2 separate regions of the Sorghum bicolor genome follow, and region 1 is linked to region 2. A link is a contact called in public HiCAR-type data. All regions are on one chromosome and are shown on one strand. Each heading gives the region's core, a stretch centred on a gene start, on an enhancer-like site or on the middle of the called end of the contact. The rest is flanking DNA. Distances are from core to core; before and after follow the strand shown.

The links. HiCAR-type assays count read pairs that join an accessible place to other places.
Region 1: a contact with region 2 is called in a HiCAR-type map of leaf, with 6 times the contacts expected there. The contact joins the promoter of LOC110433016 here to the promoter of LOC8061693 in region 2. A contact is called at or near these places in 2 of 4 Hi-C or Micro-C datasets (leaf and leaf mesophyll) and 1 of 1 datasets of contacts at active chromatin or transcription factors (leaf).

The regions. Positions count from the first base shown.
Region 1 is chr2:20,014,661-20,021,537 of Sorghum_bicolor_NCBIv3, reverse strand. LOC110433016 (R3H domain-containing protein 1-like) reads right to left here and starts at 3,245. Exons shown (of 5, transcript XM_021454548.1): 1 at 2,777-3,245; 2 at 1,361-2,072; 3 at 583-952; 4 at 1-322. The coding sequence starts at 3,056. The coding sequence ends at 272.
Region 2 is chr2:19,856,591-19,863,802 of Sorghum_bicolor_NCBIv3, reverse strand. LOC8061693 (probable uridine nucleosidase 2) reads left to right here and starts at 1,962. Exons shown (of 9, transcript XM_002461943.2): 1 at 1,962-2,341; 2 at 3,181-3,296; 3 at 3,398-3,457; 4 at 3,888-4,070; 5 at 4,151-4,255; 6 at 4,346-4,442; 7 at 4,547-4,654; 8 at 4,749-4,884; 9 at 4,969-5,245. The coding sequence starts at 2,002. The coding sequence ends at 5,077.

The DNA of each region.
Region 1 (6,877 bases), core at 1,996-4,495, 160 kb before region 2:
CATGCTTCACCTCTCAGCTTCTTGTGGATTGGACTAGAGGGGTTGACCTCGAGTGGCTTCTGCTTGAAGGAGAACAGAGTATAAAGTGCCCCTCCTGCACTCAGTATGCAGGGAGCAACTACACCGAGAGTGCGCACAGGCTGACAATATCAAACAGATGGCTGACTCTGCCTTACGCCTCTCGGTTCTTTTATGCCTGCTACCATCTGCCAGCAAAACAAAGGATAATGTGTTCGTTGCACACTGGCAGGTGCAGGCATACCCGGGCCCCTCACCGGGGCCGGGCAAAGCGCAAACTAGCATCAGGTTGTTGTTGGTGAGTCTGTGTACCAATAAAAGAAATATGTTAGAGAAGAAGCAAATTTAACTAGCGCATCTCAAGAGTTTCAATTCATTCAAAGTTAAATACTCCCAGAGCATAACATATAATGAAATAGGATTTCTAGGAATGATGCCATTACAGTGAATACCAACCATAAACTGTGAATTCATAAGCTTCTATAATAATACTCAAGCAGATATCAACTCATCAACAAAGGATGAAAGGAACCACGTAGGATGAAAAAAAATGCATATACAGACCTGTGCAAATGGTCCCATGGATTCCTGTGGATGTACAAATGGGACTCCAGGGCGTGAAGGTATGGCATATTGCTGTGAAGCATGCATGAAAACAGACGATCTCACAGGTGCACCAGTATGGCCAGGGCTGTAAGGTCCCATGACACCATCTGGCCCATAGCCAATTGCATTAGATGCTTGAGCCACTGACCATGATGCAGGCATGTGCTGAGCTATTGGGCGCGGTTGCTGTTCAACAGCAACAGGTGATCGGTGTGCTGCACCAAGCTGGGGGAATTCAGTGTTGTAGTTAACAGCAGGGGCATACAGGGGTTGAATTGTGTATGGGCCTCCACTAAATCCAAATCCAGGATCAAATCTTTGCATATACCTGTACAAGTCACTCATGGTGAGTAAAAAGAATATCTAAGGATCAAGTATGTCGACCACAGTGAACAAGAACAGAAAAAGGTATCATGTAATCCGAACTAGCTTAACCAACTTAATAGAAAATAAGCACATCACAAGATTTAGTGTTTCCTATAAGAAATGATCCTCTTATTGCCATGCTTTAGCATCCCATCATTAGCAATCAAACTGATATTTTGCCAGTTGACTTCAAAGTTTAGGGCAATAGTTAAATGAAGTAGGACTTCACTAAACTTAAAAGGCAGTGACATACAATGCATAAGAAACTATTGGAGCAGAAGCATGGTAAAAATAACCATAAAAGCTTTCTTGTTCGTGTTGCGCTAGGAGTATAGCAGCAAAGACATGTGTAACAAGACAAGAAACTGACCTGTCATAGCTTCTGTCATAATCAGGATCCTTGCGCTCTGACTCACGGTCTCTGAAAATTGCAACCCTATTGTTCTGCCTGCTTCTATTGACTGCAGGCTCCTTATCAATCTTGCTTCTATTTGACCTGCTGCTAGCTGACGTGGTAGTCAAGCTCCTTTCGAGAGTAATTTCAGCCCCTTGGCCCATTCTACTGCTTGAGTTCAACTCCAAGGAAGTGGACCTGTGAAGAGTACTGGGTAAAGTCACTTCCTCAGCTGATCTCCCATCAGTAGCACTACTGCTATTGCTGTTGTTAAATATCCGCGCTCGTGCCTTGTTGTATTCCTCTTTCCTTTCTTCGACGCTTTTCTGGAGGTTTTCTCTAGATGAGTGAGCACTTGAGCTGTTCATGCCATGGAAATTCTTTTGAGGCCTCTGCTTAATAGCTACTTTCGCCACAGAGATGCTTTCTTCTTGTGGCAGGTTAACTGGAATATCTGCAAGGCGGACAGCAGGCAGTCGGCACTCGGATGATGTCTTACGGAGGATGATACGCGAACCAGTTCCATCAGGCAAACTGTTGTCTGGTATGGCAATAGACTGCAGGAAGTAATGCTGTGCCAGGCGATGTGCAGCAAGACGCAGATACGAAGTTGGAAGACCATTGAATTCAAACTCTGTACGCCTAGGGTCACGAATGAACTTCAAAATTTCTTGCTCCATTCTTAGCACTGCAGAAATGAATAGACTGGAGTCAAATACAAGACCGCGCATTTTGTCAATTAAAGCATTAGGCAATGGAACAGTCAAATTGTGAAGTTCCAGTTGAGGATAATTGAGATGAACAGTAGTAGAACCACACCACAATCAGATGCACTAGCTGCTTGGAACAAACACTCCTGCAATTCATATTTTTTGGAATAGAACTTTACTATCTGATAGTTGAATAAATCTCTTATCCTTAGGGCCAGGTATGTTTGCATATATTAAAAGGACATAAAATGCATGGAATACATCAGTCACATTTTCCACATACCTAGTTGCCTCGCTATAGTAGCAAGCCATATGGGATGAAGTACATAAAGACAGCACACAGCATATAAGTACAACAATACAACATATATGCCCATATGTCCTATGAAAACTAATTGCACAGTATATCTGTAATTTGTGAGATGAATCTTTTGAGCCTAGTTACTCTATGATTGGACAATGTTTGTCAAATAAAAACGAAAGTGCTACAGTGCCAAAAACGAAAAATTTTGCGAACTAAACAAGGCCTAAAGCAGCCAGCCGCCTGTTTACATCTCAAAACAAGCAAGGAACACTCTGCACGAATCCTAGGCTAACCTTTTCGTCACCCAATCACCAAATTAGTAGAATCGCATAACAGACAAATCCATTGGTAAACTAACTCGGGAGGCGTGAATTTTACCAGAAAGCCTCTCCCTTGGTTTCTCGAGGGCCTCCCGTAGGAACTGATCGACCTGAGCGACCAAATCCTCGCGCGCAGCCGAGGAAGCCGGGCCGCTCTGCGGCTGCAGAGTAGGCGGCGGCGGCTGGGGCGGGTCCTGGTCGTCGGCGAGGTCGGGCGACGAGGACACGCGGCGCGCGGAGAGGATGAGCCGGCTCATGGGCCCGTCGATGTCGGCCGTCTCCCACGAGTCCGGCGCGGCGGCTGCGGCTGCGGCGTCCTCGGCTGTGGTGGGCTCCATGGCTTTGCGTGCGCGGGCGATCCGGAGCTAGAGTGCGGAGGGGCGCCGGGCAGAGAGGCTGGAGCTGGGAACGAGCACGGCCATGGGTCCGGGGCGCCGGGATCTGGAGGAGGAGGGAAGCGCAGCTAGGGTTTGGTTCTGCGGGGCTGGTGTTGGGAGGAGCCCGAACGCGGTGGAGATAGGAATCTAGGCGAAGGCGAGGAGGATAGGGAGACGAAGCGGGTGCGCAGGGGAAGTTACGAGATTACCCTTGCGGCGTTCCCGTGCGGGCTGACCCCATTCGTGACACGGAGGGTTGGTTTCGGTACGCGCGGGGGGGGGGGGGGGGGGGTGGGTTTGTGAACGAAACCAGAGGGACACGGGATCCCAGTCCCACTCGGTGGTGTTTTCTTCGTGTGCCAAGACCGTGCGGAGTACGCGCACCCGCTTCTCTGAAAGCGTCCGCGCCGCGTCCTCTGTTCTTGGGATCGACAGAAAATTCCTTGCGTTTCTTCTCTGCATCAACTGACGCGAACGCTAAGCACGTGACCGCGGTTTTGTTTCCCCATTTGAACGCGTCTATGTTTGGATTATGCGGTTTTCAAATACTGCAATATCTTAAAACTGTGATTCTATAGGTCAGAAGTTATTAATCTCCTACAACTAAAAAAATAAAGTATGTACAATTTTTTGTGCGACAATTGTTTGTTTCATCCGTCTGCCCGCCACCTGCAATCCACGTCTCAAGCGTCCGGTGTCGCACAAACAAGGAAAGCCTCTGCTCGACAATCCCGTCCCCACTAGCGCTTTCATCCCCGTCGCATCCCGCATCGCGCGCACAAGGAAACCCATCGGCGCGAACAAAGAAACCCATCATCACATTCCTCCTCGGCTCCTCCCGGCTCAGTCCCCAATTCCCCATCCGCCGCCTCCCTACTCCTCCCCGCCGATAATGACCCCTAATCCTATCCCATCTTATGCCGATGGCCATGGCGACAGGGACGGGTGAGAACGATGGAGGAGTCGGTGGGAGTGGATTGGTGAGGAGGGGTTGTTCGTCCTACCGCCGCCATTGTCTCGAAGTGGACGAGGTCTAGGCCAAGATCAACCAGTGCCCGGCGCCGCTCGACCTCACTCGATTTTGTTCTGCTGTGGTGGCCCCATCAGGCCCCTAGCAAATCAAGGTGGTGTGCGCACGCCTCGCCTCGCCTCGCGCAACTGTTTCCAATAACCCCTCGATCCAGCTGGTGACCTCCTCTGGTAACTACGGCAACACGACCTGCTGCCGTCGAGGAGGCCAAGGCACCGCCGTCTAGGAGGCCAAGGTGCTTCTAGCCCCTCGAACGAGATGATGCTCGGCGACCAGTTGAAAGGGTCAAGATGCCCAAGAGGAGGATGAATTTGGCTTCTCTAAAAATTTAAGCAACCTATAAGCTTCAATTCAACCCCCTGTGCCTATGTGTGTTCTAGAGAGCTACCAGATAAAAGTTCTGTAATCTAGTTCCAATCCTATTCTAGCATGGCAATTTTAGGAATGTAAATGCTCAAAATAAGTGCTAGAAAGTAAAAGATGAGAGCAAGAAGAACGCGGCGATGTTTTGCCGAGGTATCGGAGAGTCGCCACTCTCCACTGGTCCTCGTTGGAGCACCCGCGTAAGGGTCTTGCTCCCCCTTGGTCCACGCAACGACGAAGTGCTCTCTACGGGCTGATTCTTTGAAACTCCATCGCGGTGAATCGCCCAAAACCGCTCACAAGCTTGACACGAGCCACCCACAAGAACTCTAGGCGGTCTTCGTGCCTCCAATCACCACCGAACCGTCTAGGTGATGGCGATCACCAAGAGTAACAAGCAAAGAACTCTCACTTGACCCAAACAAAGCTCTAGAGAGTGATGGATGCACACTTAAATTCTTGGAACTCACTAGAGAAGGATTCACTCAAGAAAACACTCAATTCTCAATCCTCTCTAGGCTATTGCTTCTCTCTTGCACCAGAAGGTGTTTTTCAACTGAACAAATGGGCAAGAGAGCTCCCATGGACGAGATGGAGGAGTATAAATACTCCCCATCAACTCCATGGGCCGGCCACCCGAATTCCTTAGAAAAATGGGAGCACCAGACGCGCTCAATGTTGCACCGGATGCGCTCCGCAGAGCATCCGGTGCCCATTAATGGCTAACTGTACTTGCATCTACCATGCACTGGACGCACTCATAGTGAGTCCGAGATTCACCTGATCCACATCCAGTGAGAGAGCAGAATGCAACCCTCTTTGGGTACGGGACCATATGCACCACGGTGGGTCCGGTGTCCGCATCCGGTGCATGGTCACTCTGCAGACCTCCCTCGGTATGGGACCGGACGCACCCCGGCGAGTTCGGTGCGTGCATTCGGTGCCTAACCCTAGGCACCTAGATGCGCTGACCCACGTCAGCATCACCGGACGCACTCACAGAGTGTCCGGTGCTAGCGTCCAGTGCTGTTTCAGCACCCAAACTTCGTCGAAACGTGAACTTTCCAAAATGAAGTTTGGTTCTCTCGATCTAAGGACTTTCTTAGAGCTGTCTAGTGCTAGATTTACCAAGTGTGCACCACACCTAGACCTAAAGTCTTGCCTAGGTCAAGCTACCCATTCAATGCCCCCCTTAATAGTACGGTCAAAGGAAAAACAAAGTCCTAAACTACTCTAAGTGCCCTTCTTCACCATATGGCACCTAGACCTAGTGTAGTCTCGACGATGTCCAACCATCCTTTGAAAACCGAAATGATTTCCACCATTAAGTCGACATGAACGACTTAGTCCATCGATTGCCATTACCATGACCTAACACAAATGACTTTGCCTCTATAAAACATACGTTAGTTATAGTAATCAACATTGTCATTAATCATCGAAACTCATTAGGGGCCTAGATGCTTTCAATCTCCCCCTTTTTGGTGATTAATGACAATAACCTCGAGTATGTTTGAAGTGAGGTTTTCAAGTGACTTGGTTTCTATAAGCATGTGACAATAAGATCAAAAAGGGATTAGTCATGCTTATATCAACCAAGCCTAATATCCTACATCCAAATATGTGAGATGTGTACAACAGGATATAACAACATATGACTCATAAGATATCGGAGTAAAAACACGAAAGCAAAAACATATGAGCCAAAAACACATGACATATATTATCACATAAAGCACAAGTGTCATGTCTCACAACCATAAAGCAAAGTAGATCACAATGGATGAAGTAAACATGATGCATAAAGTGTAGCACCCAAAAGAATCAAAAGACCCACTCACTAGCTCCCTCTAAGTCTAACATACTCTCACTCTCCCCCTTTGGCATCAAACGCCAAAAACCTAAGGATCTGCAGGCGGAGAAGGAGCAGAGGAGTCATGTGGCACTGCCTCAAACTGAGTTGTGTCATCATCTGTGCGATCACTAGTGGACTGTGAAGAAGTCGTCTGACCCTCTGAAGGTGCACGAGCTGGTGAAGTAGTCTGGGTCGGCTCGGTGTGCTCTGTAGCTATCTGTGTCGTTGTTTGAGTCTCAAGACCTATGGACGAGGCTGGCATAGACTTAGTGGCTATCGCTGAAGTCTCTGATATAGTGGAGGAAGGAGCTAGCTAGTCAGATGAAGCCACGAATGACGATAGACGCTCTGTAGTGGTGACTGGTAAGGTAAAAGTTGCAGGAGCCTGCTGTGGAGGTGGAGTAGGCTGTTGACTCTTCTTAGCGTCACTACCTAGGATTGTTAGTCCCAGAAATGCTTATGTGACACCAGAAGTGGCAAACGGTTTTACCACAAGTGGACGGTGGTCAATGTAGCACTTCACCATGAGTATTC
Region 2 (7,212 bases), core at 713-3,212:
GGAGGACGAGGGGGCCGCTTGCCACGCCGGAGGAGAGTGACGAGGGCACCGGGGGCCATGCTGCCGCCCAGCTCCAAGCCCTACGCACCGGAGGGAGGAAGGGCACGTGCGCCGTCGGCTTGCCTGTCGTTATTACTACGCTCTTCAGCCACTACTTCTTCGCCCGCTGTTGACTGCTACTACTACTCCGCCACTAGTAGTCGAGGAGGAGAGAGAGAGGAGGAGGAGGAAGAGCGATCGGAGAGAGGGAGGGGCAGTGGTCAGGCTCGTGCGGGAGAGGGAGGAGTTGCACTCATGAGGAGAAAGATGTGTCTCTTGGTCGGTCTCAGAACGAGAAGTGGTGAATGAGAAACCCTAAGTTGTTGTATTTATATTTGAAGATGTTTATTGGGTCTCTCCTGGCCTGTTGGACCTCGGCCTTTCTGGAGGCGGGCATCATAGTGTCCCCGCCTCTAGAAATGGTTTTATGTAGGTGGTCATCTTTAGGCAACCGCCTTCGAAAATATATTATTTTTTGGAGGCAATTGACTTAAGAAGACTTCCTCGGTAAATTAAAAAAGCCCATCCCCGTTAATCATAGGCATTAATCGAGACGGTTGGACTTCATTACCGCCTTTGTTAATAAAAAATACCGTTTTGTAAAATGATTTGTGTAGTAATGGTTGATGCGGAAGAACATGCATGATTATTGTCGCTGGCATCATGCGCCCGATATCGATGCATGGATCACACTGAACTAGAAAAGGCGGCAGCAGCGGATGGCAACGACCACGTTCCCATGTGGCAACTTGCATTGCCGTCTCAAGCAGGTCTCACGACTCACGGTTGGCAAAATGGCAAACCCAATGTAGGTACATGCTCGTCTCTTGATTTGTCCGCTTGGCGTTGGGATCAACCATTACCTAGCCACAAACTTAATTATCCTGCCCATCCACTTTTAATTTGGGAGCGCCGTATAGCCTAATAAGATAAGAGTCCATTGGCCTTGTTTAGATCCAAAAATATTTTGGATTTTGACACTATAGCACTTTCGTTTTTATTTGACAAACATTATCCAATCATAGAGTAAGGCCTTGTTTAGATACACCCAAAAATCCAAAACTTTACAAGATTCTCCGTCACATCGAATCTTACGGCATATGCATGAAGTATTAAATATAAATAAAAAGAATAACTAATTGCACAGTTTACTTGTAAATCACGAGACGAACCTTTTAAGCCTAGTTACTTCATAATTGGACAATGTTTGTCAAATAAAAACGAAAATGCTACAGTGTCAAAATCCAAAAACTTTTTGCATCTAAACAAGAACTAGACTTAAAAGATTCGTATCGTGTGCAATTAGTTATCTTTTTTATCCATATTTAATGTTCCATGCAAGTGCCACAAAATTCGATGTGATGGAAAATCTTGTAAAGTTTTGGGGTTTTTTTTTGTTGTATCTAAACAAGGCCATGTCGGCGCTGGCTAATTGTAACTGCTTACATCATGCTCAGTAAACAGTAGTTGTACGTAAACTGATGATGCAATATCAATATCCATGGCCGGTGAAGCTGAAGTTTAAACATCGAGAGGGCGTGCATTTAATTTTTCTTACTTTACACGTCGGTCGTCAGGAAAGCGGACACACCTGCCGCTGACGTACGTGGTATTTCAGTCGTCGGCGACGGTGATAATCGTCCGCCGCGCATTGCAAGGAAAAAAAAAAGGATCGGAGATGATGGGAGGCAGAGAGCGAAAGCGGTGCATCATTTCTCACGCACGCGTTGGCGTTGGGTTGGTGCTGAGTAGCACCCGTGCACGTCACCCTCACCCTCACCCTCACGCGTCCCGACCTCCGATCCGCCGTGCCGTCCGTCGGTTTCTGATCGGACGGCTAGCCGACGCCATGAGCCAGCAGTGCACGACGGCCAGTAGTTCATTCGGTCGCCATCACAATCACATGCGTTTGCTTCTTCATTCACCAACCAACACACGACGAGAGAGTATATAGCACAATTCATGTGCCTGGGCAGTTGGCCTTGCTTACTTGTCGATCGAGTGAGACTACTGCAGCCGCCGCCGCCGCCACCTCCTCTCCGATCCGTTTCCTCCTCCTCCCTCGAAATCGATTCGATCGATCAATCAATCAATCATTGTCGTCTGCACCATCTCCAATCCCCTACCTTGCTAGATAGTCTAGTCAGGCCGCCTGCTGCCTGCCTCAAACGGATCGACGGGACTGGAGGGAGGAAGAAGACGACGATCGGAGTCTTGGAGATGGAGGGCGGCAACGGGCAGATCGACCGCAGCGACGAGCGGGAGGAGATGAAGCTCATCATCGACACAGATCCCGGCATCGGTGCGCAAAACTCTCCTCTCTTTCCCTCGCTATAAATTACTCATTCAGATTCAGATTATGCTACTAGGTCGATCGATGCTAGTTGCCATGCCTTGCTTCATTCCTTGGTGAACTTTGACACCTCTGCTCTCTCTCTCTCTCTCTCTCTCTCTCTCTCTCTCTATATATATATATATATATATATATATATATATATATATATATATATATATATATATATATATATATATATATATATATATCCCTGGTTGATTTACTTGCTGACCCCTGGACTTGGACCAGTTCTGATTCGTGGGAATTCTCACCGCTTCTGTCTGCTCCCACTGGGGAATTGCTAACTGAACATTTGAGATGTGTTGCAAAATTCCTTCACCTTTTCTTCCCACTAAATTGCTTATCTGGTAGTTTAGGATCATATTTTTATGCCTGTGCATTGCATCATATACTTTCTGCATCAGAGTCCACGAATATCCGCTCATAGTCTACGAATATCCGTACAGCAGAGGGGCCAAAGATGTCACTCTTTCGGATTCTGTATTTTGAAAAGATGCCTCTCTTTCTTAAAGAGGTCTCCAAGTATACTTTAAACTTTAGCGAAATCGTCATGGAGAATTTGCAGACCTGGACAGTGGACACTGACAAGTGACCACCATTATATATTCGTCCATCTAGATTAACCTGCAAACATCTAAACTTTTGTGATGACATCATGGAGAATTTGCGTGCCTGGACACTGACCAGTGACCAGCATCACATATTCACCTTAGATTAACCTCCGAACATTTAAACTTTTGTGATGTCATCATGGAGAATTTGCAATATTCATCCTCTGATTCCAGATGACAGCGTGGCGATCATGATGGCTTTCCAGTTGCCGGGAGTGCAAGTCCTAGGGCTCACCACCATTTTCGGCAACTGCACCACGGAGCACGCCACACGCAACGCCTTGATCCTGGCGAGTAGTATTAGATGTATTCATGACAAATGCTCCTTTTCCACTTCGTTTCTTCAGCTTTACTTACACTTGCAATTCTACTTCATCTGCAATGCTAACAGTGCGAGAAGGCAGGCCATCCTGAGGTTCCAGTAGCAGAGGGCAGCCATGAGCCTCTCAAGGTATTGGTCACACTACCTAGTTTGCAATTTGCTGCTACATGTCTTAGGAACGGTTGTTGGACCAGAGAAAATTTCGTGTAGCTTTAGGTGGCACATTAGTAGTTCTAATATGTTTTTTCCCGACAGCTAGTTCACAGGCATAATGAAAGAATCAATGTAACTAAACAATCTACAATATTAAAATGTGTTCAGTAGAGTCTCCATTTCAATCATTATTTTTCCCACTAAAAGAAGTGATAGTTCAACCAGGAAGTCAACCAGGTCAAGTTTCAAAATTTCGTATATCACACGAAACGGCATTGCCTGCTGTCTATATCGTTTGATGCCAAGTCCATTGAAAGTGACTTTATGCATCCTGCTGAGTTGGGTAATTAATTCAGCTATGTGTCATTGAAATATTGAATGTTTCAAATTTTTGTGTTGTGAATAGGGAGGAAAGCCGCATGTTGCCGACTTTGTTCATGGATCTGATGGCCTCGGGAACATAGTTCTTCCTGATCCCACTATCAAGAAAGTTGAGGAAAGCGCTGCTGACTTCTTGGTTGATAAGGTCTCGCAATTTCCTGGAGAGGTCTCTGTGCTTGCCTTGGGTCCTCTGACAAACATAGCATTGGTATGTTCTTTCCGTAGAATTTTGGGAGCGATAGTATATGATTGATTGCTGAGGTAAAGATATGCTATAATGTTTCTCAGGCCATCAAGAAGGATCCCTCCTTTGTGAAAAATGTTAAGAAGATTGTTGTGCTGGGTGGAGCATTCTTTGCAGCTGGAAATGCCACCCCTTCTGCTGAAGCAAATGTAATGCCAATCATGTGAGCCGGTGTGCTACCAGAAGTCTGAACCGTGATTTGTCGGGCCTAATGTAATGTCTTAATTTACCCTTTGCAGATCCACAGCGACCCGGAGGCAGCCGATATAGTTTTCACTTCTGGGGCAGACATCTATGTCGTTGGCCTCAACATCACAACGCAAGTTAGCTTCACAGGTACTTGATCTTCCCTGAAATCCTGAAGAAATATGAATATGGTCATCCTTTCTCATTTCAGTTACCATGTGTATGTGAGGTACTGAACCTGCTGATACTTGCAGATAAGGATCTCCTGGAGCTAAGAAACTCAAAAGGGAAGCACGCGCAATTCCTATGTGATGTATGCAAGTTCTACTTGGACTGGCACATCAAGTCTTATGGTGCTCCTGGTACGCTGCAACAATACATAGCTTTGTGTTATATACATACACTGCCATCTTCAGAGTCATGACACTTTGAGCTCATGTTTCTGGTTTCGGTCAGTGATTTTCCTACATGATCCGGTGAGCTTTGCCGCGCTGGTTTGTCCGGAGATGTTCACGTTCAAGAAGGGTGTGGTGAGGGTGGAGACACAGGGCATCTGCGTCGGGCATACTTCCATGGACATGTTGCTGAAGAAGTAAGCGGTTGTTGCATTTTTTTCTTGCACCTTAGAGATTGTAACTCATCGTCAATTGTTGCTGCATCACGTTGGTTGGTGCAGGTGGAATTCAGAGAACCCATGGACTGGCTACTCGCCGATTTCGGTCGCATGGACGGTCGATGTGCCCAAAGTGGTCGCATTTGTGAAGGAGCTCGTCATCAAACAGTGAACGGAATTAACTAACATGTTATGAGCACTGCGTTCTCGCACACCAGATGTGCACCAAATTTGAGATGTAGATATTTATTCACATTTGACGCACTGCAAACACTATTATGTCAATCATTGGTTCCTTTGGAGGACTTCAAATCAATTTGAGATTTTTTAAATTGCAGCATATGTGTCTTAATTTGGCTATTAAACTGGTATGGTGTTTTTTTTTCATTGCATATACTCCATAGACACATGAGTAATAATTTCATCAGAAACAATATGCACCGTACGCGCAGCGATGGAAGGTGAACGATGGGTGCGAGACATTTCTGGTTCCAGGACATAGCAGATCAGGTGGACGACGGGCTGCGTGCGGTGACCCTCACGCCAGGCGTCGCCGACAAGTTCACATGGAAATGGACCTCTGATGGGCAGTACTCCAGCTCTTCTGCATACCGCGCCTTCTTTGTGGGCTCGACCACACTTCTGGGTGCCAAGGAGCTGTGGCAGACCAAGGCGTCGCCCAAGGTCAAGTTCTTCTGGCTGGCTCTTCATGGACGGCTTTGGACAGCAGCTAGAAGGGCACGCCATGGACTACAGCAGACGGCGGTATGTTCACTCTGTGGACAGCAGGACGAGACTTCCGACCACCTTCTCCTCGCTTGCGTCTACAGTAGGGAGGTATGATTCCGCCTACTGAGCATCGCGAACCTTCAGCAACATGCCCCGGGTACGGAAGGCACACTCGCGGATTGGTGGCTGGAAACAAGGAGTGTCATTCATGCCGATGTGCGCAAGCCGTTTGACTCCATTGTTCTTTTGGTCACCTGGGAGATCTAGAAGGAGCGCAACCGGCGGACGTTCGACGGCGCCTACCGTTCCTGCTCCTTGCTTCTAAAGCGCGCATCCAGGAAGAGATGGAATCGTGGGTGGCAGCAGGATACCGGCTCCTCTCGCCGCTCGTTCACCTAATCTCCTAGAGTGTCCCCCTCCCCCTCTCTCTTTGAGCGGAATAGTTCTTTTCCTTAGTATACCGGTTAAGCTCCACCGTTAAAGCCGGTGCTCTGTGTTAGTGTGTTTGGCCGTCAGCTCATGGCATCTCACCATGGTTCTTTACGTGCTTGTACTCAGACTCCCCTTTTCCCTTAAAGCAACACGTGCCAATGCACGCTTTCGAAAAAAATGCTTCACTGCTTCGTAGAGTGTTGACATCATTCACGTGTACACAGCCTGTTCCAATGCAAACTGGTAACAATAGTAACCCTGGTGGTGACTTCTCATTGTTTGGGAAACAGAAGACCATATACACAATTGCAATTGATTGAGGCTATGGAGTCTCTTTCAACTCACACTTCTTCTCAAACCCACCACTAAGGCAGTGAGGTTGAGGTTTTCTCCAAGTCACAAAGGTACCTAATTAGAAGCTCCTAGGCAACCTCTAGCTGGCTAAGAGTCCAAGATCCAAGAGTAACAAACACAGTGGACGGCTAGGGCTTCACCAAGCACTCGTCGGGTGGATCTTATCTTCTCTACCTTTTCCTCTCTCTAGGAGCCTATCACTTCAAAGGGTCACATAGCTTTTAGACAAAAGTGATTAGGAGCATCAATGGAGGAGAGAAGAGAGTTGTTGGTCAGATGGGAGTGACTAAAGTAGAAAAATGACCATTAGGAGCATCTTCTCTAGCCCATTGAGGTTCCAAGCTATCCTTTTGAGTTGGCGGGTCTCCATTAATGTTTCATATGCCTATGATAAATAATATGCTGTCAATATCTAGCAAAATCATTAGTCCTTTAATTATATGGTCAACAAAATCAAAATCCACCTAGGACTTGATTGTACTTTGTCCTGGAGTACCGCCAACTTTTTGTTGTGGAAGACCTTTGGATGTGGTTCTTCTTTCTCCTTGTATTAACCCTCTAGTGATATTGGAGATGCCAAAGGCATGTTTGGTTCTAGTTCTAAGAACGCAGGACTAAGAGTTCAATTTTTTAAGCTTGGCTCTAAGGTCAAACTCACACGAGGATATGTTCCTACTTTCTTCTGCGTGGTCGAGGCGAAGGGTCACTCTAAGATCCATGTGGGGCTTCGTTTTGGCGTCTAGGGTGAGTTCCTCTAAGCTCTTAGTTTTTGCGAAAAGCTTGTGGTAAAGG